7 separate regions of the Mus musculus genome follow, and regions 2, 3, 4, 5, 6 and 7 are each linked to region 1. A link is a contact called in public Hi-C, HiChIP or PLAC-seq and promoter capture Hi-C data. All regions are on one chromosome and are shown on one strand. The core of a region is the stretch at or near the end of the contact, and the rest is flanking DNA. Distances in the headings are between cores, read along the strand shown.

Evidence for each region. Promoter capture Hi-C pulls out the DNA fragments that hold promoters and counts their contacts. Hi-C and Micro-C count contacts between places; a contact is called where the count stands out from the background. HiChIP or PLAC-seq counts read pairs in DNA pulled down with a chosen protein or histone mark.
Region 2: a promoter capture Hi-C map of liver shows a contact between it and region 1, with 6 times the contacts expected there. The contact joins the promoter of Mip here to the promoter of Nemp1 in region 1. A contact is called at or near these places in 16 of 39 promoter capture datasets (the 3T3-L1 cell line, 3T3-L1-derived adipocytes, the C10 cell line and 10 more), 1 of 15 datasets of contacts at CTCF or cohesin (the NIH/3T3 cell line), 2 of 484 Hi-C or Micro-C datasets (CD8 T cells and embryonic stem cells), 8 of 115 datasets of contacts at active chromatin or transcription factors (T-cell acute lymphoblastic leukemia, embryonic brain, embryonic forebrain and 5 more) and 1 of 9 other capture datasets (macrophages).
Region 3: a promoter capture Hi-C map of liver shows a contact between it and region 1, with 2.6 times the contacts expected there. The contact joins the promoter of Cnpy2 here to the promoter of Nemp1 in region 1. A contact is called at or near these places in 8 of 39 promoter capture datasets (the C10 cell line, cranial neural crest, embryonic stem cells and 3 more), 2 of 115 datasets of contacts at active chromatin or transcription factors (embryonic stem cells and pancreatic cancer cells) and 3 of 9 other capture datasets (adipose tissue, liver and macrophages).
Region 4: a Hi-C map of CD8 T cells shows a contact between it and region 1, with 3 times the contacts expected there. The contact joins the promoter of Os9 here to the promoter of Nemp1 in region 1. A contact is called at or near these places in 4 of 39 promoter capture datasets (cranial neural crest, liver, pre-B cells and 1 more) and 4 of 484 Hi-C or Micro-C datasets (CD4 T cells, CD8 T cells, the G1E-ER4 cell line and 1 more).
Region 5: a contact with region 1 is called in a promoter capture Hi-C map of fetal liver, with 6 times the contacts expected there. The contact joins the promoter of Coq10a here to the promoter of Nemp1 in region 1. A contact is called at or near these places in 14 of 39 promoter capture datasets (the 3T3-L1 cell line, 3T3-L1-derived adipocytes, the C10 cell line and 8 more), 1 of 484 Hi-C or Micro-C datasets (embryonic stem cells), 2 of 115 datasets of contacts at active chromatin or transcription factors (bone marrow-derived macrophages and microglia) and 1 of 9 other capture datasets (adipose tissue).
Region 6: an HNF4G HiChIP or PLAC-seq map of pancreatic cancer cells shows a contact between it and region 1. The contact joins the promoter of Eef1akmt3 here to the promoter of Nemp1 in region 1. A contact is called at or near these places in 2 of 39 promoter capture datasets (embryonic stem cells and pre-B cells), 1 of 484 Hi-C or Micro-C datasets (B cells), 2 of 115 datasets of contacts at active chromatin or transcription factors (memory CD8 T cells and pancreatic cancer cells) and 1 of 9 other capture datasets (adipose tissue).
Region 7: a promoter capture Hi-C map of liver shows a contact between it and region 1, with 11 times the contacts expected there. The contact joins the promoter of Gls2 here to the promoter of Nemp1 in region 1. A contact is called at or near these places in 22 of 39 promoter capture datasets (the 3T3-L1 cell line, 3T3-L1-derived adipocytes, the C10 cell line and 14 more), 1 of 15 datasets of contacts at CTCF or cohesin (embryonic stem cells), 20 of 484 Hi-C or Micro-C datasets (the AML12 cell line, the Ba/F3 cell line, the G1E-ER4 cell line and 9 more), 17 of 115 datasets of contacts at active chromatin or transcription factors (the 230-238 cell line, T-cell acute lymphoblastic leukemia, astrocytes and 9 more) and 5 of 9 other capture datasets (adipose tissue, embryonic stem cells, liver and 2 more).

Annotation. Positions count from the first base shown.
Region 1 is chr10:127,675,768-127,678,915 of GRCm38.p6, reverse strand. It overlaps Nemp1 (nuclear envelope integral membrane protein 1), which reads right to left and starts at 1,851. Exons shown (of 9, transcript NM_001113211.1): 1 at 1,689-1,851. The coding sequence starts at 1,818. Gm16230 (a long non-coding RNA gene) reads left to right here and starts at 2,157. Exons shown (of 4, transcript XR_872178.1): 1 at 2,157-2,245.
Region 2 is chr10:128,223,732-128,227,273 of GRCm38.p6, reverse strand. It overlaps Mip (major intrinsic protein of lens fiber), which reads right to left and starts at 1,464. Exons shown (of 4, transcript NM_008600.5): 1 at 1,033-1,464; 2 at 62-226. The coding sequence starts at 1,392.
Region 3 is chr10:128,320,460-128,323,709 of GRCm38.p6, reverse strand. Cnpy2 (canopy FGF signaling regulator 2) reads right to left here and starts at 1,251. Exons shown (of 6, transcript NM_019953.1): 1 at 935-1,251; 2 at 268-380; 3 at 11-126. The coding sequence starts at 355. It overlaps Pan2 (PAN2 poly(A) specific ribonuclease subunit), which reads right to left. Exons shown (of 26, transcript NM_133992.3): 26 at 2,352-2,976. The coding sequence ends at 2,945.
Region 4 is chr10:127,118,956-127,122,429 of GRCm38.p6, reverse strand. It overlaps Os9 (amplified in osteosarcoma), which reads left to right and starts at 1,270. Exons shown (of 15, transcript NM_001171026.1): 1 at 1,270-1,473; 2 at 1,885-2,061; 3 at 2,763-2,826; 4 at 2,951-3,027; 5 at 3,233-3,331. The coding sequence starts at 1,312.
Region 5 is chr10:128,367,007-128,370,379 of GRCm38.p6, reverse strand. It overlaps Coq10a (coenzyme Q10A), which reads left to right and starts at 1,400. Exons shown (of 5, transcript NM_001374700.1): 1 at 1,400-1,682; 2 at 2,227-2,373. The coding sequence starts at 1,543.
Region 6 is chr10:127,039,653-127,043,217 of GRCm38.p6, reverse strand. Eef1akmt3 (EEF1A lysine methyltransferase 3) reads left to right here and starts at 1,824. Exons shown (of 3, transcript NM_001205036.1): 1 at 1,824-2,000; 2 at 2,119-2,230. The coding sequence starts at 1,824. It overlaps Mettl1 (methyltransferase like 1), which reads right to left and starts at 1,286. Exons shown (of 6, transcript NM_010792.1): 1 at 1,148-1,286; 2 at 1-158. The coding sequence starts at 1,239.
Region 7 is chr10:128,193,235-128,196,397 of GRCm38.p6, reverse strand. It overlaps Gls2 (glutaminase 2 (liver, mitochondrial)), which reads right to left and starts at 1,763. Exons shown (of 18, transcript NM_001033264.3): 1 at 1,491-1,763. The coding sequence starts at 1,672.

The DNA of each region.
Region 1 (3,148 bases), core at 602-3,101:
GGAGCCTGAGTTACAGGTCAGAGTTACACATGAGTTGCAAAGCAGCCTGCACGACACAGTGAGACCCTGTCTCAATGAAAGGAGGAAGGGAAGCAAGCAAGCAGAAAAGTGTGCTTTAGGTTACTTTTGTTGTTGTTGGTTGGTTGGTTTTTCCAGACAGGGTTTCTCTGTGTAGCCCTGGCTGTCCTGGAACTCACTCTGTAATCCAGGCTGGCCTTGAACTCAGAGATTTGTCTGCCTCTGCCTCCCAAGTGCTGGGATTAAAGGCGTGCACGATCACGCCCGGCACTTTTTTTTTTTAAGTTATTTTATTATTTGCTTATTTGTTTCCAGGTGTAGGTAGCTCCGGTTGTCCTGGAACTCACTACGTAGACCAACCAGGCTATCTTCGAACTGGAGAGATCTGTCTCCCTTGGCCTCCCAAGTGCTGGGAGTAAAGTTCTGAGCCACTATGCCTGGCTTTTTGCTTTCCGTTTCAATCCCCAGTGTCCTGTAAAGGAAATCTCAAAGGAACTGCTGACTGTGCTTAGTATCTCCTTATGTCCTCACACCCCGAGGCCCCATTTTGACAGTTTATTCAGGTGACAGTCCTTCCAAATCCTGTTCTAGGCTTTTAGGCCCTGATCCGGAAAAGAATCTTTCCTGGACATATACTCTCTTCCCAAAAGAAGTCTCCAGTCCCTCTTGAACAATATATTTATGGGTGTTGATCTTAAAGCCACAAGTGAGAGCAAGTGACAGGCAGGCAGGAACGGAAGGGGGCAGTATGAGAGTGGATGTGTGCTTACACGCCTTGGCTGTCTTTATTCTCTGGAGTTGCTACTCCCTCCAGTGGATGTTGGCAAACATCACTTATTTTCCCGGCCACTATTTAACAAGGGAGGGAAAACACGATTTCTTATCAACTTTTAATTTTTTTTTTTTCTGGTCGGGATCACAAAATAAGTTTCTTACCTAGTCCGGAGTTGACTGTCCAGCAGAAAGTACAAAATGAATGTGCTTGAAAGAATGAATAAACTTAGGAACTACGTCCCGCTTAAGCGGATGGCCTCTTATCTTTCCTGGGCAACTGGAGTATAATGACTCCAGGTGTGTTCTCCGGAGCTATTTGGGAGGAGGATCTTAACAGGAGGCCAGTGGTGGCACACACCTTTAATCCCAGCACACAGGAGGCAGAGGCAGGTGGGTCTCTCAACTCCAGGCCGGCCCGGTCTAAGGTGTGAGTTCCAGAACAGCCAGGGGCTACCCTGAGAGACCCTGTCTTGAAAAACATTCAGGTGAACTCTATTCCACTGTACCGAGACAGATCCATCCCTGGGGTGTTTTTAGTAAACTGAATGAGTGGGGCGTTTGCTTTCTCCTGACCTATTTCAGGGCGAAACCCAGAAATCCGTTTTAACTCAGAAATTCAAGAGACCTAGCAGCACCTCGGAGCCCCTCCGTGGTTTCCCCCCTAAAGGGTGTCAACCAGCCCAGGCCTCCCTTCCTGGGGAAGGCTCAGGCCTCCGCCCGACCCGAGCTGTCCGGAGGGCGGCCCGGGACCCGTCAGTGCGGACCGTCCCTGGAGCGTCTCACTCAGCGTCCCGAGCTGCTCCGAGTAACGGGCCGCACCCTCGGGATAAGAAACCACTTTTCCACATTTAACGCCCTCGCGCCCGACCCCTGGGCAGCCGCTGCCCGGGTGGTACCTGAGCCGCAGACCACGCAGCCGGCGACGACCAAGAGCAGCCATGTGGCGCCGCCGCCGCCCCCGGCCCCCCAGCACCGGGGCCCTGGACCAACCGCCGACCACACCGACACTTTGATTCCTCCCGCCATGGATGCCTCACACCGCCTCCTCCTCGCGTGCCCCTCCTCAGCAACTGTCTCCGAACGGGCAGCGCCGGCAGCCAATCGGCTGCGAGACCCGCCCCCACCCCCACCCGTGGAGCAGGCGGGGCCTCGCGCGCTCCGCCCTCCCGCGCCCCTAGGAGCCACACCTCCTAGCAACGCCAATCCTGGCAGTGACGACAGGAAGAGCCCGCCCTTTCCCCGCAATCTGCTTCCGTCCGCGGTTTATTTACAAATGAGATTGATGGAAAGCTTACCCAATAGGAAATCAGAATGAGAGGAGGCCTCCTGGACTGCGTGTTTCCATCGAAACGTCTCTTCTAGTTTTTCTTTCCTTTCTTCCTCGGCCCTTTTATGACATGCTAGCCAGTGGCAACTCTTCACGAGTAAGGTTCTCCCGTGACCGTTTTTTAAGGTAAAATGATTGCCAGCCTGTCTCCAAAGTTCTGAAATATTTCAGCAATAAGTACAGGATTATTGTGCGTTGTCAAGGTTTTGCAGGCATAAACAACGTTTGAAAATGTAGAGATAGAGCTGAGATAGAAACTCTGACTTCGATCCCCAGCACTGCAAGAAAAAAACAAACAGAAAACAAAACACCAAAAAAAAGTATTAATTTGGCTTCGGTTTCCTTTTTTGACTGAAGATGTAGCTAAACTGTGCACAAGGCCCTCGTTTCAATCACCAACGCCACAGGAATAAACTACAAGTCCCGAGCATTTCTGGTTTTGAAACGAAACAAGTGATAATTAAGACAGCTTATCCTCTCCATTTGGGAAAAAAAAAAAAAAAAGCCAAGGCTAAGAGAGAGAGAAAAAACACAAAGTAGGTTCTGAGCTCAAATCTAAGTTCTTTCTGTGGCTTAGGTGCCTCCCAGTACTTGCAGTCCAGGCACTGTGTGTGTAGCACTTACAGAAATTGAAAATTGAAGCACCTTTTTTTTTTTTTTTTTTTTTTTTTTTTGGTTTTTTGAGACAGGGTTTCTCTGTGTATCCCTGACTGTCCTGGAACTCACTCTGTAGACCATGGCCTTGAACCCATAAATCTGCCTGCCTCTGCCTCCCAAGTGCTGGGATTAAAGGCGTGCTTGTAATCCCATCACTTGGGAAGTTGAGAATGAAGGCTTGCTGAGAATTGAAGAGTAGCCAGGATTATAGAGTTTGAACCGTGAGAACCTGTATGTGTGTGTATATACATACATATATATACACACACACACACACATATATATACATATACATATATATATACACATACATACACACACACATATATATACACACACTTGTGTGTAGACACATGTATACATGTATATGCA
Region 2 (3,542 bases), core at 215-2,714, 550 kb before region 1:
TGGTAATACTTTAGGGTCCCTAGATTCCTTGAGTAAGAAATTTCCCACCTCTCTTGCTTACCCCAAAGAGGTGCCCCAGGGTGAGGGAGAAGCCAACAGCCAGGGCTACAGAGCCCATGCGGCCATTCCGCCTCTCGTCGTATGTAGCAAAGATGCAGAGCACGAACTGGAGCGTCAAGAAGATCTCCACAGTGGTGGCCTGGCCCACGCTCACCCCAGCATGCAGCTGGCCAAAGGGGACAGAAACAGAGGCAACTGTTAGCCCTGCCACGCTGTTCCCACTTGAAGCAGGCACCCCTTACACTTCAGTTCCCGGGAGAGGATGCGGAGCCCCTCCCAAGCCAGTGTTGCTATCCTAACAGAGCTTCTTTGTTGTAGAAATGATTGCACTCACTCACCTGAGAGGGGAAACTGAGACTTTATAAAGTAAAATAAATCTAAGAGCCTGGCCTGGCAGTGGTGACACTTGCCTTTAATCCCAGCATTCAGGAGGCAGAGGCAGGCCTCCTCTGTAAGTCTGAAGTCACCCTGGTCTACAGAGCTTCCAGGATAGCCAGGGCTACACAGAGAAACCCTGTCTTAAGGAGTAGGGGAGAGAAGAGCTGGGTGTGCAGCTCATTTGATGTGACTTGCCTCTTAGCATGCGTGAGGCCCTGGTTCCATTCCCAGCACTACATAAACTGGATGTGTTTGGGTGTACCTGTCTGTAATCTTAGCACTTGGGGGAGGGGGTGGTGAGTAGAGGCAGAAGGACTCTTTGGCTATGTAGGAAGGCTAGGTCTAGAGTCCTGCGCCTGCCCCACCCCCACCCCTGGCCCTCCAGCTCAAAACAGAAGGAAAGGGGACTTGAACTCAACTTTCTGGATTCACCACGGAGGCCTCTATGCTTTCCTTTCCCCTCCAGAGCACTTATGGCTCACACACATGCACACGCACGTGCACACGCACACACACACACACACACAACCATGAGCAAGCATGCCAGGCCAACAGTCAGGACACTGTGTTCCCCAACCCTTAGCCAGCCCTTACCGTGTTGAGCGCTAGGTTTCCTCGGACAGCTGGTGGGGTGACACTGTACAGCACAGCCGCCCCAGCCACAGCTCCCAGAAGCTGGGCTGCTATATAGCAGAAAGCCCGGAGCAAGGACATCTGGGAGCCCACAAGGAAGGCAAAAGTGACCGCAGGGTTGACATGGGCTCCACTGATGTGACCCACAGTCTGCACCAATGTAGCCAAGGCCAGGCCAAAGGCCAAAGCCACTTGCAAGACATGTAGGGGCCCAGGGGCCCAACGTAGCGAGGCTCCAAGCCCAAAGAAGACATAGAAGAGGGTGGCAAAGAACTCAGCAAATATGGCCCTCCAAAAGGAGGCAGACCGAAGTTCCCACATGGCAGTGGGGGTGAACACAGTGCCTGGGTCCCTAATAACCCCCTGGACCTGCCTGGGTTGACAGTCCCCTTTATAGAGGACTCTTAATCCCTGGGAGGGGCAGGTTGAGGTAATTGGCTCTGCCTCTTAACCCCTTCACAGCTGTGGAGGTCTGAATCGAACTTCTGGTAAAGAGGTTGGATTTCCTTTTCTCTCTCCTCAGCAGGGGGAGGGGCGGGGATGAGCGCAGAAGCCAAGGAGCCAGAAGTATGGGGTCCATGGATGGAGAACTAGAACAGTGTGTCTGTGTGTGTCAAAGCTGAGGCTCATAGTATAGTCCTGACTGACACCTGGTTTAGAACATTCCTCAGATTTCTTGGAAGGTAGTTAGGTTGAGTTCACTTCCTCTAAGATAGGGTGGGCTCGCTCATGGGGGTCTCTGGCTCCCTTGAGTCTATTGGGGTTAAGGGTGGGGGAGGGGGTAAGGAGTGGGGTGCAGCAGGGGAATTGAATAACTGAAGAGAATTCTTTAGTTCCCTGGGATTAGGGGGCCTTCTCCCATTGGCTGGTTTGGACTGGAATCTGTGGACCCTGCAGCTCTGGAACTGAATAGTTCTGCTGTGTCTGGCTTTCTCAGAGCCCCGGAGTTCCCTACCCCCTGGCCATGCCAGCGTCTCCCTTTCCAAACCATCAGCCTGCCCTTTTAAACCAGGGGGTGGGGAAACATGATCTGAAAGTGGGGTTGGGGTCCCAGAAGGAGGAAACGTGGTCCGTTTTCCCACTTTCTTGCCACGCTGTGCCTTTTCCTAACCCATGTGAGGTAGCAGGAGGTGGTGGATGAGAAGAAACAGTCACTTGGCAAAACAGCTCAGTCAGTTCTCCAGGACAGCTGAGAGCAAGACTGGAGTGCCCACCCTCAACCCAGACGCAGAAGAATCTGGGTCAAGGGGAAAGAGGTTCAGCTCTGTTCAGCTTCAGAGAGGGACATGGGGCCTAGGAGAGCGGGGCTCTGTGAATAGAGAAGGAAAAATGGGGTTCCGAGACAGACTCCTCCACCTGGGAAGTCATACAGGTCAGCAGAGCTTTTCATGTGAAGCCCTGGAGCAGACCCTGTAGGGATGGCTCAGCCAGTGCCTCTCCTCCAGTGGGGAGTGAGAAGGAACACATTAGGGAGTTGTGTTTCTGTCCTGCAATGTGCAACTTGGGGTTGGATGGTACAGACAGTACAGTGACGGTGGAGGGCCCCTGTAACCCACAGAACAGCAGGGGAAGTTGTCAAGACCAGGGGCACTCACAGGGACTGATGAAGAGAAACAGTAACATCCATGGACCCTTGAACATCCCAGGAGCATCTCAAAAGACTCCTGACTTCAGGTCCTGTAACCTTCGTAGCATCTCACTCTGTAGATCCCAGTCACCTACGTCAACCCCAGAAAATGCAGGGTTTGTGCTGCCTGCAGGAAATGGCCTCAGAGAGGAGCAAGGTTAGCACATCACAGATAGGAGTTGAGACCCTCTGAGTGTATGCTGAGGCAGGTGGGTGTGAGGATACAAAGTGACAGAAGTGTTTTAGCTACAACATAAGACAGAACTATAGAGGTTAAGGGGGGACGGAGGACCTCACCCCAAGTATCTGTGCCAGGCTCACCACACCCACACTCAGAGCCAGGGCTAGTCACATAGGGTGAGAGTCTCCTGCCTGGCACAAAGCTTCCACAGGGACATGGGGCATGGAGGACCATCTCTACCAAGATTAGAATAATAGTGCCCAAGACTTAAGCAGCAAGCCCATGACCAACCTAGACTACATAAAAAGTACCAGGCTGCCCAGGACTATATAGGAAAACTGTCTCAAAATGGGCAAAACAAATGCAAAATCAAACAAAACTTCACAGGCTGGGGAGAGGGCTCAGAAGGCAAGAGCATGCATTGTCTCACAGAGGCACCCAGATGGTGGCTCACAAGCACCTATAACTCCAGTTCCAAGGGATCTAATGTCCTCGGTGACGTCCTCCACAGGCACCAGGCACACATTTGGTGCACCTACACACCCACAGGCAAAATGTTCATACACATTTACACATTAAAACTAAAAGAGAAAATATGTATGCTGTGATAATCTTTTTATAGATGTAAAAAAAAGAGGGGGTGGAGAGTTAACTGGATGAGAT
Region 3 (3,250 bases), core at 2-2,501, 650 kb before region 1:
AGTAAATTACCTCCACAACTGACTGGCTGCCATCTGGATTGATTCGGAAGGATCCCATCTGAATGGTCTTCTTGGGGTCCACGCGGGCAATTTCCCACTCTAATTCATCCACCAGAGCCCTGCAAGCTGGTGTCAGGGAAGAGAACAGGGAGTGGGGATGGTGAGGGGAATGAGGGTTTTTCTATCCATCCTTGTTCCAAGCTTTGGATCTCATGACTCCCACGGGTCATCTTCCTCCCACTTCTCCACTGGTCTTCGTGCTTTTACCTCCACAGTGTAGATCTTGGCTCCTTCGAGCCCAGGCAGTTCCCAGCAGGACCCCCAAAAGTAGGGCTAGCCAACCCCAGCCTTTCATCTTTAGTGTAACAGGGTCGCTCCACCTGGATTTGTATGAAAATGAAACACAGGTGTGAGGAGAGCGATCCATTTCCCCCATGACCGTCACCCCTCATTCCAAGGCCTTCAGAGGCCTTGGTGTGATTCGGATTGTTTTCCAGGAAAAAACCTCGTTACAAACACCCGAGGGACCGGAGTTCGGGATGGGGGAATAGGGAGTGAGAGCTCGGGACTGGGACTCAGATCCAGAAACTATGTCCTCCACAGGTGAGGGCCTGGGTTTTGATACTTTGAGGACACTGAGGACTCACAGAGCTATGCAGTAGCTTTGAGATGGAGGTTATCGATTACGTGAGAATGACGGGCAGAAAGGAGCTGCCAGCAAGGAACCAGTCAGGCCATGAAGCCAGCGAGCACACTCCATAACCAGGGCCTATGTGGACCTAGCACCAAGGGTTCCGGAATCCCCATCTCTAGAATGTAAGTAGCTCCCGTGCAGACAGACCAGCCCCTTTTGTAAGGACTCCGCCATCGCTTTGCTCGGGTCCATTCCCAACCTCAGTGCGCCCACAGCCTCTGACGCTCGCATCTGTCCCACCTCTGCTCCCACGGCCGCCGCCGTGGCCCAGGCTCTGGAAAGCAGCCGGACTCTCACTTTGTTTTCTGTGGGTCCCAACCCTAGCAGCTGGCTGGGAAAAACGGGGCTGTCCCGGCTTCTCCAGAGCGCTCCGGCTCCCGCCAGGTTCAGGGTGGCCAGTGACCGCCTGGCCCAGCTTCCCGCACTTAACTAGGCACCTAAGCGGAGATCTGAGGGTCCCGTGCGAGCCCCCCACCGAAACTGACCCTAAGCCCGCCCCTCCAAACTCTCGCGCGAGCAGGCAGCTTTAGGAGCGCCTCCGAGGCAGCGAGGACCCCTTGGAAGACTTGAGGACCCAGACTTGCGTGGCGAATTGGTTCACGTGACCAACCAAAGAACAAAGGTAGCCTAGCTTACAGTGAGGACCGAGCGCATGGGGTGCCTGGGGAAATTGCATCAGTCCAGGTGGGCTAGGACTTGCAAACAGATGCAATTAGTAGTGGGAGAGAAGCCTAGGTTTCAATGCACAAAGATTTCATGATACAGCAAACTACATTTCCCAGGAAGCACTGCAGTACCACTCTGCCAGTAGCTACAGGTCTTTTTCTTTCTTAAAAAAAAAACAAACAAACAAACAAAAAAACTAGTTTTTAAAACAACTTCCTTCTTGTACCAAATTAATAAATGATCGTCATTAGGTATGTATTGGGTAATATCATTTTTGGTATTATCTGCCTTTTCAGGCAGGTTCTTGGAGATTTCTCTTAATTTATCCTCTGAGGATGGGGGTGTGGGTTATATTACGGTCAATATTCTTCTTAGCTCTCACGCTGTGAATAGAGCAATTCCTCTCTGAATTTTCGGCACACCGCAGGTACTGTCATGAGTGAAGCAGTGTCTTGCTATGTAGCCCAGGATGCCTTGAACTCAACTCCCCATCGCAGGCTGGTTGGGGACTGTGGTTCTCAACTGCTCCGCTGTTAGGATAACAGGTTGACACCACGCCTTAAGGTCTTGAGATAAACTGGGATTTGTGATCGCTTTATGTATTTAGGGTGCTAGGCAACTACAGCAAAGACCGAACACCGTCCAGGGGAAGAACAATTATGTTCCTCCTGGTGCCCGGCATGGTGGCGCATGCCTTTAATCCCAGCACTTGAGAGGCAGAGGCAGGCGGATTTCTGAGTTCTCGAGGCCAGCCTAGTCTACAAAGTGAGTTCCAGGACAGCCAGGGCTACAGAGAAACCCTGTCTCAAAAAACAAACCAAAAACCAACCAAACAAACAAAAAAACAAAAAAACTATGTTCCTCCTGGATCCATTCATTCTGGGACTCAGAATCTTCATTTCTAGGTGTGGATCTGAAAACACAGTTTTCATTTTCTCATTGTTTGGTGAAGTCAAATCAAAGAAAGAAAGAAGCCAAAGAATCCCACACTAGCGGTTTTCTAATGAGATAAAAATACTTTTATTTTATAAAACATGCTGTTTTAAGCAAAATTTTTAAAAAATAAAACAAAACTCGAGATAGAATGTATGGAAGACAGATACTTCTCAGCTGTGGTCAGGAATGAAGCCAGTAGCTCAGCTTCCTGCACACCGGTTTGATTGGCCCATTGAGACTCTACAAGCTGGTCCACCCAGCCACCGTCTCTCAAGCAGCTAGATGCTGGAGCTGCCTGGGTCTCTGTACCCTGTGACTGTCCAGGACTTCAGTTCTCTAGCAGACTGGGAACTGAGAGTTCTGGTTCTAGAGCTCTTTTGTACAGATATCAGTTGCCCAGGATATTTATTACGAACACCAATCACTCCACCTGGGTCACTTTAGGCTTTGTTTCTGGCCCACTGTTTTGCAGAGGATAAAGGGGGAATCTGGCAGCTAGAACCTTTGCAACAATTTTGCTGCTTTCCAGTTCTATTAATAGCACCATCTGTAGACCCTGAGCAGATCCAGTTCTGGAAGTGGACAGGGTAAAGCCGACTTGAGAAGCCACCTCTCAGTTCTGGGGACAGCACTGAAAGGGAAGGCAGCTCACAGTGCCAGCACTGAGAAGACAGCTGCATCTGTTAGGAGACAGAATCACGGAGACCAGGGTGAGCAGAGGAGGCACCAGGACACTCACTATACAGAAAGAGCATGAGGGAAGTAGGGCAAGGCATGGACATTTCCCTGAGCAAGCGGCTACACCAGTGTCTCTCTCACTGACTATTGGAAACACTGAGTGATGTGTGAACTGTCAGACACTTCAGGAGCAGGTAGGGGTATTATAATCTGAGGTGGTGGTATACAAGCTCGACATATGCCAGCAACACCTACCCAGCCCAGTTTCCCTCGCCT
Region 4 (3,474 bases), core at 21-2,520, 560 kb after region 1:
TCCCCGCAGAAATTTTCCAATGGTATATAATGTCTCTCGTTTGCCGTTGTCTAGGAATTGATATTCTCAGGGTTGCTAATTCAGTTACCGTCTGTTTCCAGCTTCATTTCCCTTTTGTTTTTACAGGTTTTCCCTTACAGTCTGGACAAACAGACACTTTACCCACATACCCAAGACCCAGCCCAACTTTAACCAGAAGGCCCTTATTTTTAGTTCTTCCTTCTCCTCTCCCCTGCCTTCCTCCTCCTTGTCTCCTCCTCCTCCTCCTCCTCCTCCTCCTCAAAGATTGCTATTCATAAGCTGGGCTGGCTCCTACTGTTCATCTTTTTGCCTCAGCTTATAATTATAGGCATCTACCTCCACTGTTGGCTCCATTATTATTTCTTCTTCTTTTGAGACAGAGTCTTATGTATTCCAGGCTTGAACCCAACTCTATGTAGCCAAGGATGACTGCTTGGATTCCAGGTGTGTACACCAACTGTGATGCAGCTTGAACCCTGCTAAGCCAGTGTCTGTGTGTATTTGAGAGTGTGACTCAAATATCGAAGGCTGGTCTCAAACTCACAATATGGAAGAGGATGACCTTGAATTATTGAGCCTCCTGCCTCTGTGTCATGAGTGTCGGGATTACAGGCATGCACTACCACACTCTCCTTCTTAAAATAATTTTATTGGAGGGCAAATTCAGGTTTTGACACAGATTATTTGGTTGTTGGTAATATATTATCATATATGTGTATATAAAAATATGTACATGTATATTTGTGTGTATATAAATGTAAATATGTACATAATTATATATGTACATACATAAATATCTGTGCGATATATGTATATTTTTATGAAGAAGCATGCTTCTGTATAGTATATTTTGAAAAGATATTAAGTAACTTCCAAAAATATCCCCCGCACTCACCATCCGCTTCAATATTCTGCCCGATGGAGATGCCATACATTGCAAGAAATATATGAAAAATAGTAAGAAGGTTTATTTCCGACAGCTGGGGATGAGACAACAGGCAAAAGAACACAGCCACATACCACACCTCAGGATTAAGGAGCGAGGAGGGGAGGGGCCCAATCTCGCCGATGATTGGTTGTTGCTCTTGGCCAATCAGAAACAGCTATTGATTTTTACTAACAATGCGACCCGCCTCCCTGGAGGCTTTGACGCCACGTTTACAAATGAGGATGCGTTACGTAAGAGAGAGCTCCCGGACAGCCAATGAAAGCTTGGGGCGCTAATGGGCGGGTGAGGCCGCTGCCAGGTTTGGGGCGGAAGGGACATCTCTAGCAGAGACGGAGCGGAAGATGGCGGCGGAGGTGCTGCTGTCCAGTCTGTTGGGATTGCTATTTCTAGGGCTCCTGTTACCTGCGCGTCTGACGGGCGGTGTCGGGAGCCTGAATTTGGAGGAGCTGAGTGAGATGCGTTATGGCATCCAGATCTTGCCGTTGCCTGTCATGGGAGGGCAGGTAAGGGGTGTGGGGCGAGGTGAGGGTCCTGTGCAAGAGGAAGGGGCGCACGGTGGAGGAGGAAGGGCAACTGCGCACCGGGCTCGGGAGAATGGGGGAATGGAGAAGGGATGGTGGTGTTCCTGCGGTCCTGCTGGGAATGGCAGGCAGACCCATCCTCGGAGACCAGGCACCGACAGGGGTAGGGCTCCCCACTGTAGACCTTAGTTCCCCAGGTCGTAGTGAAATCACTGGGACCCCGCCGGGTGGGGAAGCGAGAACGCCCTCTCCTCCGCTCAGCCGGGGCAGCTGGAGGACTTGTGGCTTATTCTCTCTTCCACTGGGCACGTCCCCAGGGTCTGAAGAGGGATCTCGTTGTTCTTGGTCCCAGCCTCTGCCTCCCTGCCCCTCTTCCCGACCCTTCTTTCCCAGAGCCAAGCTTCAGACGTGGTGGTTGTGTCTTCAAAGTACAAACAGCGCTATGAGTGCCGCCTACCAGCTGGAGCTATTCACTTCCAACGTGAAAGAGAGGAGGAGACGCCTGCTTACCAGGGGCCCGGGATCCCTGAATTGTTGAGCCCAATGAGAGATGCCCCTTGTTTGCTGAAGGTGAAAGGAACTGGGGTGGGCGGAGGGAAGGCTTGGGAACCGGAATGGAGGCCAGTGGGAGTTAAAGGGCCATTGGTGTACTAGATATGTTTGGGGGGGGGGGAGCGTGGGGGGTGGGGTGGGGGCGTGCAAAGCAAAGACTCTGCTGAATGTAGGGAAAGGTTAAGATAGAAGATCTCAAAATAGGTTAAACCAACATCAGAAGGACGGTGGTGGGACCAGAAGAGCTGGAGCCTACCTGTAAAGTCACCTCCTGCTCCTATTGCTCATTACCTCAGGATGCCATTGTATTCCACGAAGTTCAGTGAATACTTGAACCTGTGGGAGTCCTCATCCAAGTGCTTCAAGGATACCATGATTTCTTATCTTTATGGAGGGCAGGGAATGATTTATGCCTGTGATCCCAGGTGGGTCACAGAGCATCATAGCCCTGTCTGAGAAGAAAGAAGAAAGAAGAAGAAAGAAGAGAAGAAGAAAAGAAGAAGAAAGGGCATGGGTGGGGATCAGTTATACTTTAGATGTGCGTCTCCAGCCACGAAAAGAAAACAGCTGTCCCTTCTCACAGAGTCGAGAATGCGGGAGGGGAGAGAAAAAGGGAGGTGAGAACTAAATGACAGGTTATATATCTCGGAGCCAGGAGACTGTGGTTTCACAAGGAGATCATTTTCTTGCCTCCTGATTGTTCCTTTTTCCACTATCAGACCAAGGACTGGTGGACATATGAATTCTGTTATGGACGTCATATCCAGCAGTACCATATGGAAGGTGAATCGCTCCTACACTCCCCCTAAGCCTTCATGACCCTGTGTGGTTGGTAACCTTCCCTCCCAGTCCTCCCTTCTAGGCCTCATCATGAGAATAGTGGGCTTTACTGTGGTTTCCCTTACAGACTCGGAGATCAAAGGTGACGTCCTCTATCTTGGCCACTACCAGTCCTCCTTCAACTGGGACGACGAAACAGCCAAGGTGACTGGGGTGTGGGGTTGGATTGGGGACCGGCTGAGCGGCAGATAGAGGGCCCAGGCAACAGGGAGGGTCACATTGAGCTGGTGTGCCTCTTGGGGTTTGGTACCCATCAAGCCTCCTGGGCTCTGTTCTGTGATCCCCCGGTCCCTGCGGGAGTGTGTTCCCTTTCTCACGCCCTCTCCACCCCGCCTCATGTTTTCTCCAGGCTTCCAAGCAGCATCGGCTGAAACGCTACCACAGCCAGACCTACGGCAACGGGTCCAAATGTGATCTCAACGGGAAGCCCCGAGAAGCTGAAGTTCGGGTAAGTCTTCCAGGAAAGAAAAGGGTCCCTGAATAACAGTAGTCTGCCTGCTAAGGGAGGAGAATGCTTATGCCCTGGAGTCAGAGGATCTCTTAGGTGTCCAGCCCAGTCTCAGCTGCATCTTCAGAGGTAATTTAACTCTT
Region 5 (3,373 bases), core at 151-2,650, 690 kb before region 1:
TGGGGGCGGGGGGGGGGGGGGGAGTCCTGAGGATTGAATTCAGAGCAAACTGGGTGGCAAGCACCCCTACCCACTGAGCCATCTGGCTAGCCTCGTCTTGACTCTGAGTCTATGACCTTATTTGTGTAAAGCATTTGACTTGTATCACAATGTAGCTTTGATTGCCTGTCTTCTTCCTGCCAGCACATTTCCTTTGTCAGGCAAAGCTCGAATCAATGTGGGGAGCTTTAACCCAGCGTAGGGAAAGCAGAGCTTGCTCTGTGACAGTCGGGAGAATTTTGCTTGCTCTTGCACCCGTCTAGGCTAATCTCTTTCTAATTTGTAGTTTATTTCTCTTCTCTCTTTTTCCTTTGGTCATACTTTTCCCAAGAGCGCTTGTTTTTTCCTTGAATCCTGGGACGTAGTATTCACCTTTGGGCTTTCTGCCTGTGATGTCTCGTCCTCCATTGAGTACACATTTTTCCCCGACAGTGATGGTGCTTTTTTCTAAAAGTAAATTTTGGCTAGTAGTAGCTCACACCTGTAATTCCAGCAACTGGGAAGTGGCAGCAAGAAGGTGCATATGAGTTCAAGGTCAGTGCAGGTTACAGAGCAAGATCATGACACCCCAAAGCCCTCCTGGAGAGCATGCATGTCTGTAATCTCAGCAGCTAAGAGTCAGGACGATATCCAAGAGTTCCAGGGCAACCAAGCTTATATAGCGAGGGCGTCTCAAAGAACAAACAAACCATGTCTTATGTTTGGTTTGGTCTGACAGTAGGGCTTGCTTCTTGTTTAGAGCTGGCTACTCTAAAACTGGGTAGGTAGCCCAGGCTGGCCTGGAACTCGTGGCAACCCTCCTGCTTCTGCCTCAGACTTCTTTCCATAAATATTAGGGAGGAAATTCTGCTCCTAGGGACGTTCATGAAGGAGCACTGCAAATTCAAGGCCTGAATTGTCTTGTCTCGAATAACGAGAAGGGGAGGAAGGGGGAAGGGCGTGTAGATCTAGGAGAGATTATACAAGTCAGCCCAGAACTTGCAAAGTTAATATCCTTTTCCAAAGACATAAACCGGCAGCAGGCACTGCAAAGGCCAGTAGGATGAAAAGAGCCTCTCCTTCTAAAGGGCTCTGAGAAACGTTCCTCTGGACATCGACAGCCATCTGCCGTTGACACGCCCACGACGTCGCCTCTGCGTCTACGTATCAGGTCCTGTGACCACAGACTCGCCAAGTAGTTTGTGCCAGGCGATCTCGCTCCCCCGAGCCATCTCTGCAGCTCCTCCGACACGCACCCAGCGCCCTTTCTTTCACGCCAGAGGTGTCAAAGAAACTACATCTCCCGACAGGCAGCGTTGTCCCTTCCTTCCTCGCGCTCCCTCCTCCCGATCCCTGGCAACGGCGTGACGTGAGGGGACCCAGAGCTGCGGTCACCGCTTCAGTGACAGCCTATCCGGCGCGCGGGCCGGAGCAGGGCGAAGGCAGCCGGAGCTCGCGCCGCCCTTCCTGCCCGGCCTCCCCTACAGCTCGCCGCCGCCGGGAGTGCCAGGCAGGGGCGCGCGCATGGCCTCTGCGGGCGCGCGGAGGCTCCCGGCCCCGACGCGCGCGGCCGCCCGGAGCTGCTGCGGCTTCTCGCTCTGCCGGGGCGCGCGCTCCGTCCCGACCCCGCCCCCGGGCCCTCCGCGGCCGCCGCGTCCAATGAGGTGAGAGGCAGGCACAGACGTCCGCGCAGGACCGGAGGGGGTCGCCCGGCACCCCGAAGTTCAGCGGTGGAGGGTGGCAGCCCTTAGACGGCAGGCCGGAGAAGGGCTGGCATTGGTGGTGCCCTGGGAGTTCGAATGGAGTTCTGGAGATACGCGTACAAGCTAGATGCTCGGGGCGGGTGCGTGCCAGCCACTTCTTGGCCTTCGCCGGCGTTCTGGCTTTGATGTGCCTGGCCTGACCCTGGCGTCAGAGATGCTTCAGTTTGCTTGCAGCAGTAGTGTTGCCTCAAAGGCAGCTGGCACTTAGGACGTGCCCTTCTTTTTCCCATCCCCACCCCTGGCCCTGTCCTCAGCCGCCCTCGACCTTTCGCACTCGTGACTGCCTGGCCAGCCAGCCCAGCTAGCTGCAGCAGGTGCTAGGGGCAGAAAAGCTTGCCCGAACCAACGACCTTCCTCTGTGATGCATCCCTCTTCCCCTTCACCTGAAGTGGTTGAATACAAAAAAAGAATCGTGACGCTGCCTCTCCTTTCTTTTTGGCGCTAGGTTTCTGATTTCCTGTAATCTCTTCTTGCCTCGCGCTGCCCAGGCCTTGGCAGCGGAGGCTGGCCTACCTCATAGTCGTTCCTTCATGGGCTTTGCTGCCCCCTTTACCAACAAGCGAAAGGCTTACTCGGAGCGTAGGATCATGGGGTGAGCATTCCTTTTTTTCCCCTTCAAATAAATAACCATGTACCAGTAGTGGGTAAGATTCATATTGGGCCACTTGTCTCCCCAGCAACGTTTTCGCTGCCAGCCTTTCAACCTAAATTTCCCACCTTAGTTGTTCTGCACGTGTATTAGTCTAGAATTGTGTTACATCATAGAAAGGTAACCGACTAGGTAGTACAGCCTGTAATCTAAGCTTGAAGCTTCCACGGACTACATAGCCAGAGCTGCATCATAGGTATCTCACACACACACATTTTGAGACAGGCTCTCACATAGCCTAGGGTTGGCCTTGAACTTGATATACAGTCAAGAAGACTTTGAACTTATATCTTGCCTCCACCTACCTCCCTAGAGCTGAGATTATAGACATGTGCCACCATGCTGCTGTTTTTCTGCAGTGCTGGGGATTGAACATGCTAAGAAACCACTTATTACAGGACTTAATTAAGTCACAGCTTTTTGTTATTGTTGTTTGAGCCAAGGTCTCAAGACATACCTCTGGGTATCTACCTTGGAACTATGTAGTCTAGGCTGGGCTAAAACTCAGAGATCTGCCTGCTTCTGCCTCCTAAGCACTGGGACTAAATGGACTTTACTGGCTACCAGGATGTCAGGCTTTTGTTTTATTTTGATAATCGGTATCATTATTTAGACTTGGCTGGCCGGTCTCCCAAGTGCTGAGATTAAAGGCGTGCACCACCATGTCCAGCTATAGCAAAAATGCTTTAAAAAATTTAAACTATAAGGGACTGGAGAGTTGGCTCAGTGATGAACACTCGTTGCTGCAAAGGGTCGAGTTTGTTTCCCAGCCCCACCTGGAGGCATACTGCAACCTCAAGCGGGAGCATGTTTGATACACAGATAAACATGGAGGCAAAACACTCGTGCACATAAAATAATGAAAAAAAAATTTTTTTAACTAAAAATATTGGGGCGGGAGGTTGGAGAAATGGGTTAATGTCTAGGAGCCTGCACTGCTGAG
Region 6 (3,565 bases), core at 575-3,074, 640 kb after region 1:
AGCCACCATAGCCACAGCCTATGTCTGCAAACTCCACTTGGGCCCCAGAGTGCTTTTCTTTCTCATCCTTTGGATCATCATGGCTCTTATTTTGAATAAGCGGAGCAAAGAACTCTGGGTAAAGCTCAGACCAGTCCATTTCCTCTGGCTTCACAGGGCTATTAGAAAGAAGACATGAGACACATGAGACTGTTGTACATACCAGTGCAGACATTTTGTGTAAGAGTTGGGGGGGGGGTGGTAGGCTTAGAAAAAAACTCTGCATGCAGGGACCATGTGGTATGTAGAAGGTGTAATGGGAAGTCCCCTGGCTTCTAGGGTGTGAATCAGTCCCATCATGAGGCTATGGCTGCAGATCTGCCAAGTTCTTCTGGGTACTGATGTGTGTAAGGTTTTCCCAGAGACTGACTGCCTAAGGCACTGGAGCACTACTTTGTTTATGTATATTTTAAAATTTTTATTTACCCGTGTATTTTGCATTTTATGTGTATGAGTGTTCAGTCTTCATGCACACCAGGAGAGGCAATCAGATCCCATTAGAAGTGGTTTCCAGCCACCATGTGATTGCTGGGGCCTCTGGAAGAGCAGTCAAGCGCTCTTAACCACTGAGGCATCTCTCCAGCCCTCTTTGTTTATGTATTTTGTGTGGCGAGGATGGAACAAGGAGTGGCCAGGAGTGTGTATATATGTTTATCTTTTTATAAATTAAAAAACCCAAATCGGAGCCGGGTGTAGTGGTGCACACCCTCAGGAGGCAGAGGAAGCTGTATCTCTGTGAGTTCGAGGCCAGCCTGATCTACAAAGTGAGTGCCAGGACAACTAGGGCTACACAGAGAAACCCTGTCTCCAAAATCCAAACCAAATTAAAAAGAAAAACCGGAAGGTGGAAATGACAACTTGCTTCGCTTCATTTTGGCAATAGTTTTTCCCCCCTCTTCCTAGATCTGGCTGGCAAGTCCACCCAGACTTTAAGTCTCCAACACCGCGACCCCTCCCAGCCGGCCAACTCCGCCTTCTGCCCAATCTCCCTAAGCCATCCTCAGCTGACGTGTCACCCGGACAACCCTCCCCGCTCCATCGCAAGTCCTAGCGGTGGCCCCTGCGCGACCGCCTTCCCTCCCTCCCGGACCCCGCCGGGCCCGCTCACTAGCGCAGTGTGTGGTCTGCCATGGGGTTGGAGTGGGCGCGCTGCCGGTAGTAGCGCTTCTGCGGCTGGGGGGCTTCGGCTCCCGCCATCATGCCACGCAGTCCACGTGGAGAGCCGAGCTCGCGGCGCGAGGTGATGACGCAGCCCGCGGACCGCCAGCGGGCCCCGCCTTTTAAAGAGCGAAGAGCAAATTCTGTAGCACCGTAGGGAAAGGACCCTGAAGGGAGTGGGAGGGGAAACCTGCGCCCTGCTATTGCTAACCGTGCTTTGGGGAGGCCAGCTCCGGGCACCCCGCATCCTCCCTTGGGTCGTTCTGGCCTAGTCTGGGTTCTCAAATGCCCACAGGTACCTGTGCGCCCCACAGGTGAGCGGGATGTGAGGGACCCGCCTCTGACAGTAAACTCAAGCATCATTTCTTCTCTCTCCGGGTGGTCTCAAACCAAGTCTGGCCCGTATGGTGTTGTGTGGGTCCTGTTCTGTGTGCGCCAGGTACCCGGGCTCGGGGGTCATCCCCATCCATCTCTAGGAAGTCCAGCTGGAGGAAGGAGAGCGAACTGGGGAGGCGGGGCCCGGTGCCTGGGAGCAGCCCATATGGCTGGCAGTCCCCAGCCTCAACCCCGCACCGATAGAGGGGATCCGAGCGCTGGCCGGGGTGCTCGGGGACTCTATCTGCCGGATGGCCAGCTCTCGCACCGATCCGGAAACTGAGCCCGAATCCGTGTTCCCACGGGAGATCCGGCTCTTCACAGACTCTTACTCAGAGAGCAGCCGGTTCTGCTTCTGTGGGCACGAGCTGAGCATCACGCAGAACTTTGGGTCGCGCCTTGGGGTGGCGGCACGCGTGTGGGATGCGGTGAGGAATGGGCTGCCCTAAGTGAGGGTCCCTGAGAGGTCCAGTCCCCGGACCCCGGCTCTCCCATATGGAGACACCGTTCTGACAGTTTCCCACTTTCTTTTTCCCTTCCTCATAGGCTCTGAGCCTGTGTGACTATTTCGAGAGTCAAAATGTGGATTTTCGAGGCAAGAAGGTGATCGAACTGGGCGCGGGGACGGGCATCGTGGGAATCTTGGCGGCGCTGCAGGGTGCGTGAGCTGGCATTGCGGCGGGAGGAGGGGAGCTGGAGTGTGGAGAAGTGAGGACGTGGATTCCTGGGGGTGGGTAGAACTCAGCTCAGTTCTTTCCTTTTAACAAACCTCTATTCTCCTGCAAGGCAGACAGCGCTGACGAGTGTTCAGAACACTCAAGCTAGTTGGCTTCAGGGTACCTGAAACAAATAAGATAGGCTTTCCGTGAAAAAAAAAAAAAACTGGAGATGCTCTTTCGCTAAAATGCTTGCATGGATTTTCTGAAGGAGAGACCTAGGACAGTGAACCTCATCAAAGATTTGTAGCTTTGTTATGTTAGGATCTTTTAAATATCTTTTTCTTTCCTTTCTTTTTTTTGGGTGTGTGTGTGTGTGTGGGTAGGGGGTGTGGGTGTGGTTTTGTAGTCTGGTTGAGACAGGCTCTCTTGTTGTCCAGGCTGGCCTAAAACTCATTACGTAGAGATTAGCCTTGAATTCCTGCCTGGTCCTCCTGTCTTACTTTTTCCTAGTGCTGGGATTATAGGTGTGTGCTACCGTACTGCAATAGAGCCTAGGGTTTTTAATACTAGAAGAAGCAAGGTTATGAATTTTGAAGGACCCGAGTGTGAATATATATATGGGTGGTAATTGGTAATTAAGCAGCTGAGACCTGGGAAAGGAAAAGGTCAGGGAAATTGTGCTTCACTTTGAGCAAAAACCTACAAAAGCTTCTTGCCTAGTGATCTAAGTCGTGTAAACCAGATGTCCTTATTTGTAGGAACAGAAGTGGGTCACATCAAGGGCAGTCTTTGCAGAGGCAGACATTAATTCTTATATTTATTCCTTCAGTCAGTCAATATGTATTCTCTGTGTGCCAAGGAACTTGTAGTCTATCGAGGGACAATGTGGGAAGATGCTACGGAACATACATGATGGTGAGGTCTGGGTAGCATGGCTGTGCTCTCACTAGCTACCTTGAGGGCTGAGCAGTCCATCAAGGGGAAGCACAGGCAGATGAGTTGGAGGAAGGCGGCTGGATGGGAGTGAGCAAGTTACATGAAAAGCAAAGGAGCCAAGTGGAGTGGTTCATGCCTGTAATCCCAGCATGCAGGAATTAGGGGTGTCTCGGTAAAGTCAAGGCTAGCCTGGGCTACGGAGTAAGACCCCATTTCAGGTAGGAAGGGAGGGAAGGAGGCAAAGGGGAAAGGTGTGTGTCTGTGTCTGTGTGTATGTATGCCTGTGTACATGTATGTATATGTGTTTGTGGGTATATGTGTGTATGTGCATGTATGTATGTGGATATAGGTACATGTGTGTGTATGTATATGTGTGTGTGGATGTAGGTATATGTGTG
Region 7 (3,163 bases), core at 514-3,013, 520 kb before region 1:
TGGGTCTGAAGCCCTAAACTATATACTTTTAAATAATCAGAATTATTAGAATTAATAATCAGAATGTATTTCCTCTTTGCCAACCTCCTTTACCTTCCAAAGGGAGCCAAGGTTTAAGACCTTTACCAATTAGTTCCCTGGAACACAAGCAGCCACAAAAAACTAGGTCTCCTACAAATATTCAGTCACATCCAGGTAGTAGTGCCATATGACTTTAATCCCAGCACTGGGGAGGTGGAGGCAGATGGATCTCTGAGTTTGAGGCCAGCCTGGGTTACAGAGTGAGTTCCAGGACAGCCAGGGCTACACAGAGAAAGCCTGTCTTGAAAAAACAAACAACAACACAATTCTGTCACATACTGCAGTGAATTGTGATGCGTAAGGAGGACTCAGGGATGCCTCTGGCTCCTCACCCCAAAGGTCTTACAAGGGAACGGATAAGCAAATGGTATTTGCTTACCCAACCATATTTATTGGTGTTGAGGTAGTTTGCTGTGTCAGTCTGGTTCATTTAATTATGGTGTGCATATGTTTCTAAATATCACTAAGCTGATATGATAGGGAAAAAACGGTCCATTTCCTATACTGCCATAATGAGGCAGGAGCTACCAGGACAACGTCCAGCTGGATGTCTGAGGATAACAAATTTCATGCTTTGAAAACACTCCTCTTGGGGCTGGAGAGAAAGCCCAGCTACTAAGCATTCCTGGGCAATGTATGCTGGGGGGGGGGGGGTCGACTTCCTGGGTTGAAGATGGCCCCAAAGGGGAAAAACACTTCAATTTAGAGAGGCAGAGCAACGCAATAGCTGACTGGTTTAGGAACTGTCTCACAATTTTCTCATTTATGAATAATCAACGCATTCCAAAACCAAGTTGGAAACTTGATTATCAGTGTTTTGCCAGCATATAAGATATTCCACGGTTAAGCTCTGCTACAAAAACACTCCGGACACATACGCACCTACGTGCGCATCAGCAATGACGCACACCGCACATTACCCACTGACGACAGGCAGAGACAAGAAACCCCACACAGTCAGACCCAAGCGCACTTGGACCTGGGGCAGGAAGCTGTTCGATATCCACAAAATTCCCTAAAATACTGGGACCAGAGAAGAGAGGCTGGGGATGGGCAGGTGTGCACTCGGCCCTGCACTCAGACACGTGCACCAAGCAACACTCCGCGCCCATCTGCGTTCCCAAATAAGTACGCACCTTGGACAGGCATCATCTCGAAGACCGACCTGCCCAAACGCCCTCCCGGGCGGACAGCACCTGACCGCCCGAGCGCGGCGGACAGCACCTGACCGCCCGAGCGCGGCGGACCCAAAGCCCCACATCTAAAGGAAAAGGCATCGCAGGCTAGTGAGCGCGGAGAGGAGATGAGATGCGCTCGCTCTCTGGGGAAGGGGACTCCCAGGGAGCTAGCGAGAACGACAGTGGGAGTGGGAGCCAGCCTGTCCCCTGCCCCTGTCCCGCGAGCCTTACTGATCCGAGTGCTGCGGCTGGTGGCTGTGCGGCGTCCCCCTGCCCTGCGCTGCGGCCTCACCGAGGTAGTACCGGACGCCCCTGCCCAGAAGCGGGCCCCGGCTCGGATGACCCCAGCCTCCCCGCCGACCGTGGCTGCCCGCGCGGCTCAGCGCGTTCTGCAGAGCCCTCATGGAGCGCATGCCCCCGGCGCGCCACCCGCTCGGCCCGGGCGCTCCAGACGTGCGAGCGGCGGCGAGGAGGGAGGGGCGGAAGAGTGGCGGGCGAGACTAGGAGCCCGGGAGCAGTCCTGGGGCCAGTGGAGCCTGCGGGGGGGGGGTGGGGGGGGGAAGGACCGGCCCGGTGGGAGTGGTTGGGGTCCGGGGAGGGGCCAGTCCGGGACGACTCGGATCCCGCAGGTACACCCATAGTCCCCTCACAGCCTCCAGCCAGGAGCGCCACGGGTTCGATTGAGGAGAAGCTGGAGGCGGCTGGGTGGGGAGGGGGCGTGGTCTGGAGTCAAAAGGGACAGGAACCGCGTCCAATCACTGAGGAGGAGGAACGCTGGGAGGCGGGGAAAGGCGCGGGAGGCTGGGACAGTCGGGACACCGGCGCGCGTCAGAGCTTTGGCGGGGAGAGGATCGGCCTCTGCGCAGTCGGAGTTCGTGGAAACGCGCCAGGGCTGGGGACGACGGAGTGCTCTGGTGCAGATGAAAACGCCACACTTTCAAAGAGAGATGAGAGCGAGCGGGATGCGGGAGCCACGTAGTGACCTTCCATGTTCGAAGGCCAGGGGTGGCCAGTGCACACTTACAGGCAGGCGGTGCGGGCTGCAAACACCCCAATCACGGATGCGCGCTGGCGCTGAGTGGACAGAAAGACGGTCCAGAAGCAGCCCGCCGCGCTTCATTGCTAGGCGTCATGGAGCCCAGGTTCTTAGGTCATTTGGTGGCTGCGGAGGACTTATAGTCTCTCTCTAAAGTTCTCTTTCTCTAAAGTTCACGTATTAAAATAAGCCAGTGAACTCAAAATCTTCCCCCCCCCCACCCCCCCCAGACAGGGTTTCTCTGTATAGCCCTGGCTGTCCTGGAACTCACTTTGTAGGCCAGCCTGGCCTCGAACTCAGAAATCCGCCTGCCTCTGCTTCCCAAGTGCTGGGCCGGCTGAAATCTTTTTTTATTGTTGTTTTAGAAACAGGGCTTTGAGATATAGCCCTTGTTGCCGTAGTACTCAGTTTGTAGCCCGTGTTGGCCTTGAATTCGTGGCCAACCTTCTACCTCAACTTCTCAAGTGCTAGAATTGCAGGGGTGTGCAACACCACACGCATGCCGGTGCGCGTGCACACACACACAAACACACACACACACACGACAAAAAAGCAAAGAAACACAAAACATATACGTGCTCCCCCAATTGTTTTTAGTTTTAAGACCTGGCCTCTCCGTATCTCTTAGAACTTACGAGCTAGACCAGCCTGACCTCAAACTCTCAGATCCACCTACTTTAGGCTCCAGAGTGTTGGGATTAAAGGTGTGGTCTTGGTTTGTAGTGGAGAAAATGCACAAAATTTAGGAGAATTAAAAATGTGGTGGTCAGCATTCCTGGAGTCCCAGCGCCAGGGATGTGGAGACAAGTGGGTCAGTAGTTCAACGTCATCTGAAAGAGTCCAAGGCCAGCGTGGGCTTCGAAAGCTT